Regions from separate parts of the Gasterosteus aculeatus genome. Here region 2 is linked to region 1. The links are chromatin contacts, called in public Hi-C maps. All regions are on one chromosome and are shown on one strand. Each heading gives the region's core, a stretch centred on a gene start, on an enhancer-like site or on the middle of the called end of the contact. The rest is flanking DNA. Distances are from core to core; before and after follow the strand shown. Region 1 holds the start of smim13 (small integral membrane protein 13). Region 2 holds the start of edn1 (endothelin 1).

Region 1 (4,737 bases), core at 1,437-3,936:
CAAATTTTTTATGATTAAATTAAGTAGCACAAAAGTGTTGCTTATTAATTTTCAAAAGCAATTCATATTTTGTAATAACTATTACATAGTACATAAAAGCACTCCCTGTGGTTGTGAATAAAACATCATGTCAATCTTTACTTTTACTTCAGTAAAGTCTTAAATTCAGGATTTTTTTCTTCTCACGCACCAGTTTTTACAGTTTTTCTCAGTCGCTTTGTTGCGTTTTTCACACCATCCCTAACAGGTGCAAAATAGTAAGTGCATTTCTCAGAACAATTTGTACAAACTGCAATATACAATAGATACAGTGCATCTGGAAAGTATTCACAGCGCTTTACTTTTTCCACATTTTGTTATGTTTCAGCCTTATTCCAAAATGGATTAAATTCATTATTTTCCTCAACATTCTACACACAACAACCCATAATGACAAAGTAAAAACTGTTTGTTTTTTTGCAAATTTTTGCAAATCTGTTAAAAATAAAGAACGAAAACATAACAGGTACATAAGTAGTCACAGCCTTTCCCATGACACTCAAAGTTTAGCTCAGGTGCATCCTGTTTCCACTGATCATCCTTGAGATGTTTCTACAACTTGTCGGAGTCAACCTGTGCTAAATTCAGTTGATTGGACATGATTGAGAAAGACACACATTGTCTATATAAGGTATCACAGCTGACAGTGCATATCAGACCATAAACCAAGCCATGAAGTCCAAGGAATTATCTGTAGACCTCCGAGACAGAATTGTATCCAGGCACAGATTTGTCGAAGGGTACAGAAAGATTTCTGCAGCATTGAAAGTCCCAATGAGCACAGTGGCCTCCATCATCCGGAAATGGAAGAAGTTTGGAACCACCAGGACTCTTCCTAGAGTTGGTCACCCAGCCAGACTGAGCGATCGGGGGAGAAGGGCCTTAGTCAGGGAGGTGACCAGGAAGCCGATGGTCACTCTGACAGAGCTCCAGGGTTGTTCTATGAAGAGAGGAGAACCTTCCAGAAGGACAACCATCTCTGCAGCACTCCACAAATCAGGCCTGTTTGGTGGCCAGACGGAAGCCACTCCTCAGTAAAAAGCACATGACAGCCCGCCTGGAGGACTCTCAGACCATGAGAAACTAAATTCTCTGGTCTGATGAAACAAAGATTGAACTCTTTGACCTGAATGCCAAGTGTCATGTCTGGAGGAGACCAGGCACTGCTCATCACCTGGCCAATACCATCCCTACAGTGAAGCATGGTGGTGGCAGCATCATGCTGTGGGGATGTTTTTCAGCGGGAGGAACTGGGAGACGAGTCAGGATTGGCCCAGCCAGAGCCCTGAACCCGATTGAACATCTCTGGAGAGATCTGAAAACGTCTGTGCACTGACGCTCCCCATCCAACCTGATGGAACTTGAGCGGTTCTGCAAAGAGGAATGTGAGAAACTTCTCAGAAATAGGCGTGCCACGCTTGTGGAATCACATCCAAGAAGACTTGAGGCTGTAATTACTGCCAAAGGTGCTTCAACAAAGTATTGAGCAAAGGCTGTGAATACTTATGTACATGTTATCTTTTTGTTCTTTATTTTTAACAGATTTGCAAAAAACAAGTTTTCACTTTGTCGTTATGGGTTGTTGTGTGTAGAACGTTAAGGAATATAATGAATTTAATCTATTTTGGAATAAGGCTGTAACATAACAAAATGTGGAAAATTGAAGCGCTTTAAACAATACTTGTTTAAAGCGCTTACTTTCCGGATGCACTGTATGTCTCTAAAACTAGTCAGTCACTAAATCGCTTAGTACATCTCACAAAAGTAAACATTCATGCCAATGATCATGTCAGTGTCATCAGAATGATAAACTTAGGCTACAGTTTGACAGTTACTGTATGAAAATGCACAAGGCTGCACTTCTATGGCATATATCAATGTCAATACTATTTTCATATTACTGTATGTGGGTTATAGATTGAAAGAGACTGGACAGGATAGTTTTCTCCAGCTTTTACTACTGCTACTTTATGAAAGAAACCCCCCCCCCCCCCCAAATACTTTACAGTAAGAAAAAGACGAGGGGCACAAACGAAAAAAAAAACTAAATTAGAAAAGCACAGGACACACCTAAGGCACAACTTTGCCCCCAGCACTGTTCTAGCGCTGTCTCTACACATCCAGACGTCCCGGTCTGCCTGCAATGTTTTATACAAAAGGTCTTCTAGAAATGTGTAAAACTATATGCTTGACAGTTGATGACAAACCGTTCAACAATTTTGCATGTAAAGGCTTATGCAAGGAACAAATGCCTAGATGTTTTGAGGGGTAAGACTATTCAACCAGAGAGAACCATCTACTATATTTTCAACATGAGATGAGCAATTGAAAATGTGAAAAAAAGCTGACACTTGTACATTATCAATTGCAAAATGTACCTAAGCAATTGCAATTTGTTCAAAGGAAATTGGGAGAAATTGCTTTAATGATGTGCACACGTGACTAGATGATTTGGAATTTGTACAAGTGGTATCAACAATTGCACTTTTGATCTGAGAAATGCACGAAAGAGCCTACAGTTTCCCAGGAAACGTGTGTTTTACTTGTGATCTATTCAGGGGATCACAGATCTTTGATGAAGTCTCCACCTGCTGGATCTTTGAATAATAGCACTAGTGTTTTCATGCTCTCTAAGACTGATAAGAGCAGCACTTTTCATTGCGTTGCTGTTGGAAGGTGCTACTAAACAAACCTCCCTCGCTGAAAACGTTCGTTCTTTAATATATAATATAAGTAATAATATAAGTTTGTTTTATTCGCGCATCTTATCTCTCTCGTTTACATGTTCTTGCTTATTCTGGACGCAGAGCTAAAACTACAGGTTCCATCTCCAATAAACGTCACTACCCAGAAGCCAACTGCACCTCGCGCGTGCGCAGTCAGTCCCGGTGTGATGACGCTGTGTTTGTTGTCTTAACCGAGTGTCGTCAGCTATTAAACGCATGTTGCAGTTATGTAGCACGTAGAGGGACGACTTGACCCCGCTGAACGTCGGCTAAGCCCGCAGTCCGCGTGCGGGACTCACGGCTCACCAGCTAGCGCTAGCTAGCATTGACTTAGCTAGCCCGAGGCTAGCAGCCGAGCTGGTGCGTTTGTTCCCCCCCCCCCCTCCTCTCGTCCGGGCGGCTAGCCGAGTGTCCGCGGAGCAGAAGACACCGCGCGGCCGCCTCCTTATGCTGTTGCTGGTCTGCGGGGTCCAGCTAAGATGTGGCAGAGTGTTGGTCTCACGCTGCTGGTCATCGTGGCCACGCTGGTGTGCGCGCTCCTCTTCATGCTGTTCGGTGAGCTGAGACGTCGCGTTTACGCGCTGCGAGCGAGCCGCCGCGCTTCTGTTGTCGAAGCACGAAACACTCGCTAGCTCACGTCCCATTTCCTACGGGACCACGTCCTATTTCCTACGGGAACACGTCCTAGGAAATAGGACGGGAACACGTCCTATTTCCTACACGTCCTATTTCCTAGGACGTGTTCCCCCCCTAAACGTTCGACTCTTCGTTCCCGTGTTCGGTGTCTTTGACCCGCAAGTTTCCGCGTCAGTAAGCAGTTGCTATTTTTAGTCGCAAGTCCGAACATAAGGACGAGTGCTGCTCTCCGGCCTGTGTTGTTGTCCCTCTCGTACCTGAGGAGTCCGGCTGCGCACCTGTGGGGCGCACAGTGCGGTGTGTGTGCGGAGGCGAGGGCCCCAGCTGGGGCCTCTCATGGGAAACTGGGCCCACTTCCTGTAGCTCCTGGTGTTCAGACACTCCAATTTATTTACTTAATTAAAGTAGCAATGGAGGAAGTGTTATCTGCACGTGTTCTGTAACAAAAGTGAAGCACCTCTCTTAAAAATCGGCCCCTGCATGCGTTATATAATTGTACCATTGATGTTGTTATTATCATTTTCAATCGCATGAATCTCTACAGTTCATTGCAATGTTCACAATGCAATAATGTATCTCACATCTCAACTTAAAATTGCATTTTGAATTTAAAAAATACAAACTATATATTTTTGTATATTTTTATCTGATTCACAGATTGTTGCATTTATTTTTGTGTTTAATGTAAACGGCGAGTTAAAGAGGAACTGGCAGCAACATAACTTCATCAGACATGGCAGACAGTACATGACGATGGCGTCTGGTTTGTTCAGGGGAAAAGAGGCCGGTTTCTGAGCCAAAGTCTCCCAGTCAGGTGAAACGTCATCGCTGGAACAGAACTCTGAGTTCTGCTCGACGTCCTCGGTTTAAACACAAGGTGACAGTGTTGCACTGCCAGAAAAACAGCCTCCTAACAAACCCAGAGGGCTCCTGGCACATCGCCATTAGATGATGACCTGTAGTCCACTCAGTCCCTGTGTCTGGTCTGAAGTAAATCTATTGGGACCTTTTTAGGACCAGCTGACACAGCTGAGATTTACTGAACTTTAAAGTCTGAAGTTCATGTTCGTACTGGATTTTCTTTGGTGAATCGCTGTCACTACTCCTGTAAATGGCTGTTTGTCTCTTCTCTGCCCCTCAGGTTGGTTTGTAGTCTGGCAGCTCTTCTTGTCCAAGTTCAAGTTCCTGCGGGAGCTGGTGGGGGACGCCAGCACCCCTCCAGCCCAGTCGCAGCCGTCCGAGTCCAAGAGCGAGCGCACAGCGAGCGCCGCGCCCCGAGGCCGGCCCAGGTCCGCACGCCAAAGAGTCGCCTCTCAGGAAAGCCTTTCATAGGTCA
Region 2 (4,737 bases), core at 1,074-3,573, 130 kb after region 1:
TGTGTGCGTGTGTGTCATTGTGTGTCTGTTAAATAAAAACCTGCTTGGGACCCCGTCACCTCTCCAGATCGTAGACTGAGCCGTCCCGGGCACATTCTCATACCCCCTCGCTACGGTCGAAGCCTGGTTCCCTGCAGGGACCTGAGCCCCCGGCTGGCTTTACTGTAGTCCAGCCGTAACGCCGTTTCATTACCGTTTTATTTGTGTCCTGCTATCCTGAGACTGGTTTTGGACAAACTGTACTATGAGTTGTCTTGATTGCATACTATCATGTCATTTATATTGTGTCTTTTTTGACACCACATTTCTTAATTATATTTTATGGTACAATATACATGTTTTTAGCAATTTTAAATTATATAAAAGCAGTCTATCATATTGTTTATTCATTTTGACTGAATCATTACGCTGTGACGTTTATTCCAACAAACTATAATAACCGTTTTATGGAACTTCGATGAGATACTACAAAATTACTTATTATATTCCACTTCACGTGGCATTTTTACTAGGACTTTTTGAAACGAACTATAATGACATTTGACATTTTTTTTATAATGTACTGTTTATGAGATTTTTATGATATGAAATTGTTCAGGAGGAGACAACTGTGTGCCCATTAAAATGACACCACTTCATTAAAAGCCAATCAAACCGATGGCACTTACTTGATGAATAAATAATTATATTAGTTTTACTGGTACCACCTACAAGAAAAATATAAATAAATCCTCAATACGTGAACAAACACTGTCAGGCCGTCAATGAGGGAAACCTGTCTTTAACAAAGAGTTCTCCCCCCTCCTCAGGAAGCTGCAGCAAAGCAGAGAGAGCCCCCTAGAGGCCGTGGTCTGCTAGTGCTGAGGAAACAACAACAACAACAACAATAATGGTTTTGTTTTTTAAAGCGCTTGGAACCCAAAGACCCTTTACAATGTATATCCAAGTAAAGGAAACGTACTGATAAGAGAAATAGACAGAAACACTCAAAAATAATAAATAAAATACATTTTTAAAAATCGAACTGGAGAAAATTGGACAATGACACATCACGTCAGCTCTCTCATTCTATCTGCTGTCTCCTGTCCGTCTCCTGTCCGTCTCCTGTGAGCTCTGGACATATCGGGCCTCAGAGAGCTTGTTTTTTGTATCATTAATAAACAGAACAGCAATTGTGGAACACAAGGTACAGCGCAAAAGGGGCCTTATATTGACTCAAAATGGTTAACGTATGACAACAGAATCAGTTCAAATGAATACTTCCTAAAGTACTTTGATACGTACACATGTGCATTTCAAGCACTGGCTGATGCCTCTTGATTACCCGTTGAAATATGAAATCTCCAGAAAGACGACGTTGCATTATCTATTCTGGAGACAAAGGGCTCCCTCTACAGGCAGCACGTGTGCACAGAGGCGATGGCTCTCTAGTTTGACAGCATCCCTGCCTTTGAAGGGCTGACATGCCTTTACTGTTGCAAGCCAGAACATCTACAAGGTAGTATTTTAGCATTTTGATATTCTATTTTCACTTCAGGGGCATATTTGATGCACATGCGAGAATTAACGGGAGACCCCAGCTAGTTATTAGTTTGTTTGGAACCATTGTTTAATCACGAGTATCTTAAGAAGTCTCTAAACTCAGCCAATCTTATTATTATAGCGTTTAATTGTATTTTCTCTTTCCCACCTCCTCTCTGTATTCCTGGACAAATTCAATGTTGTACATTTTGCAGTAAATGGCTGCTCTTTAGATTTTCCCTGTTGTTATATATATATATATATATATATATATATATATATATATCCCCTTTATTACATTTTTAATAAATAGAAAAATATAAAGTTATCTTATATCGTTTGTCTTCCTTGCTAAATAAGTTTACATTCTCTCAACGTTGAATACAAACTCCCCTTGAGCTGTACTCCGCACTGCTTCTTCAGTACTAATTAAATCAAGCACTTCATATCTGTGCTTCGTACACTTTATATTTCTATAACACGTAAACGTCCCTGTGCACAGCAGCGGTTCAGACATCCGTCCTGTCGCTCTGCTGCCACCTGCCGGCTCAGAAGTGCAATTCCAACACTAGAGTCCGACAACATACAGGTCGCATCCACCCAGCCGGGGGTCCTCCATCCACCCAGGCGGGGGTCCTCCATCCACCCAGGTGGGGGGTCTTCCATCCACCCAGGCGGGGGCGGTTCTCCATCCCCCGATACGGATCCGAAGCCCACTGGACCTGCTCAGCTCGGTGTCACGGCCACTAACAAGCTGCGTGTCTGCGTGTGAGCCCAAAGGACACAGCTGCGCGCCGCTGCAGGGGAGGGAGGGAGGGAGGGAGGGGAGGGGAGGGGGGAGAGCTGGTGTATAAAGTCAAAGGGCTGCACATATGGGCCACATTGACAGAGAGCCTGCCGATCAGAGGAGCATCACCGGGTCCCTTTGCGTCGGACTGATACACTGGATGGTTATTTTGGCCACTACTGGAGGATTACTCGCTCTCTCGAGGACTGGAGTCATGGACATGTGCATTTGGATTTCCGCGTTGTCACTGATGCACACCTGGATTATCTGCGCAGGTAACTTTCGACCTATTTAAACCCTTTATTACACCTTCAGTTTCACTTCAGCTCACCCCTTTGGTCTGATACCACCTGTGTTACTTTTCCACTTCCAATGTGAATCATGGCCGCAAAGCATCGTGAAATACAGTTGGGTCAAAATACGGGGCATTGTTTTGATCCCGATCATCTTGTTTCAGTGCTGTCGGCGCCCGCAGCGCAGACACCCGCTGCCTCCACCGACGCGCCGCCGCGGCGCCATGTGCGCAACAAACGCTGCTCCTGCGCCACTTTCCTGGACAACGAGTGCGTCTACTTCTGCCACCTGGACATCATATGGGTCAACACTCCTGAGTAAGTCCACAGCAACGGGTCCAACACGCGTCTCCAGTGGAGACACTTCAGAAATACCGGACAGAAGATTAATGAGCAAATATTCAGTATCGATTAATTGGAGGCGATCTTTTAACTGCAAATAAAGCAAAATGATAGTTTTCTCTTGGTGCGTTTTGATTTATAAATGTATAATATTGGAGTCTCGTTGGTTTTAACCTGCTTCTGTCCCCTTTGCGTTCAGGCGCGTGGTCGCGTACGGACTGGGCAGCGCTCCCCGGACGAGGCGCGCGCTCGCGGATCCTCGCTGCCAGTGTCTGCGCCAAAACGACGTGACCTGCACAAACTTCTGCCAGCTGGAGAGCCCCCCCAGGTACCAGCCCCCCCCAAACCCAGCTATCAGCTCCTCACGCGCCTCGTGCACAGCAATAAGACACGCGCGCAGCCACGCTAGAAACGAGTCGGTGCGGCACCTGTCCGTGAGACCGGACCCCTCTTCTCACCGCGGGGGGGTTTTCTCTGTGTGATCGCAGGTATGAGACGGACACGGCGATGCGCGCCGCCGAGGCCGGTGCGTGTGCGGGGCCGCAGTGCAAACTCAAGCTGGCGGGCGACACGGACACGATTAAGAGGTAAGAAAGTCTCAAAAACTGTTGGCAGAAAGAAACGCTCGTGTAATTAGAAAGTCACTCCCTCTCAGGGAACTTATTCCGTTTATTTATTTTGCATGGTGAGCCTGCAGAGATTAAGACACAGGCAGGACTTCCAAGATGAAGTCTAAAGCAGGATATAAAACCCTGAGATTGAAGAATAGAAGACTAGAAGACTCAGTTTGAGTAATGTGGGCTATAGAGCACAAACACCATTAAACATTAAGAAGAGGAGGGCCATCAGCTGGCAGCAGAAGGAGTGTGTTCTTCATCCATTGGCCTGAACGCCGGTGACGGTCTGCTGAATACCACCCGTCCACAAAGGCGGGCGTAACCTGGGCGATCTGGGTGACTGACTGTTTCCCGTCTGTGTGTGTGTGCAGGATGAAGAAGGGCAACAAGCAGCGGGTCTCGCCTCCGGCCATCAGGGCGGCCCCGAGTCTGCTGCTCAAGAGGTGGAGGGAGAGGCAGCGCCACCGGTCGAGGGCGCGGGAGGGCGAGCGCGCGGCCCTTCACTAAAAGCCCCCGCGGACAGACAATGAGAGCCTCACGGCTCAGAGGACGCTCATCTCCTAGGGGGTCACTGTCCCCCCCCCTTTGGACTCATGGGACAAATAGTATTTCAAAAGGGACATTACTGGAAGGACGTTGCAGGAAACGGAAAGCACTGCGCTGTGTATGGATGAAGGCGGTCCTGCTTATTATATTTCAAAATGTAATTGTTATACAAGATATAGTGTGTAATCGAGTGGACCATGTGCCTTTGTGCAAGGCACTTTACCACTGACTGAAACTAGTCTAGCTGTGCTGTACACTAGCTGCTAGGACCTTCGTTATGCTGGTGTTATCAAAGATATCGTAATTTAATGATTTTAACTAAATATGTGTGTGTTCCATTTATTTATTCTTTCCACACGTTGTAATTTGATGGCCACATTGGTCCGTCACGTTCTTGGGTTTGTCATTTCTATGAAATGTTTTGTTACCAAGTTGCCAAATTTTGGCCAAACTGAAATAAAATTTGTAAACCTTTTTATTTAAAAAAAAACAACAACTGTTCAACTCCATCATTATTGTCTTTTGTATTGTTATTGTTCGAGGGTATAATTGGATAAAACAGGTGGAACACAAGCAGTTCAGTGCTGAGAGGACTGCACATTGGTAAAAAAAACACACCAAAGGGGAAAGA

Evidence for each region. A called contact is a pair of places that touch in the nucleus more often than the background predicts.
Region 2: a Hi-C map of whole body shows a contact between it and region 1, with 13 times the contacts expected there. The contact joins the promoter of edn1 here to the promoter of smim13 in region 1. A contact is called at or near these places in 3 of 6 Hi-C or Micro-C datasets (skeletal muscle and whole body).

Annotation. Positions count from the first base shown.
Region 1 is chr10:3,991,602-3,996,338 of fGasAcu3.hap1.1, forward strand. It overlaps smim13 (small integral membrane protein 13), which reads left to right and starts at 2,687. Exons shown (of 2, transcript XM_040189156.2): 1 at 2,687-3,320; 2 at 4,543-4,737. The coding sequence starts at 3,245. The coding sequence ends at 4,733.
Region 2 is chr10:4,125,658-4,130,394 of fGasAcu3.hap1.1, forward strand. edn1 (endothelin 1) reads left to right here and starts at 2,324. Exons shown (of 5, transcript XM_040187992.2): 1 at 2,324-2,583; 2 at 2,766-2,919; 3 at 3,143-3,271; 4 at 3,432-3,530; 5 at 3,932-4,596. The coding sequence starts at 2,394. The coding sequence ends at 4,067. The region is part of intron 2 of LOC120826063 (a long non-coding RNA gene); the gene reads right to left.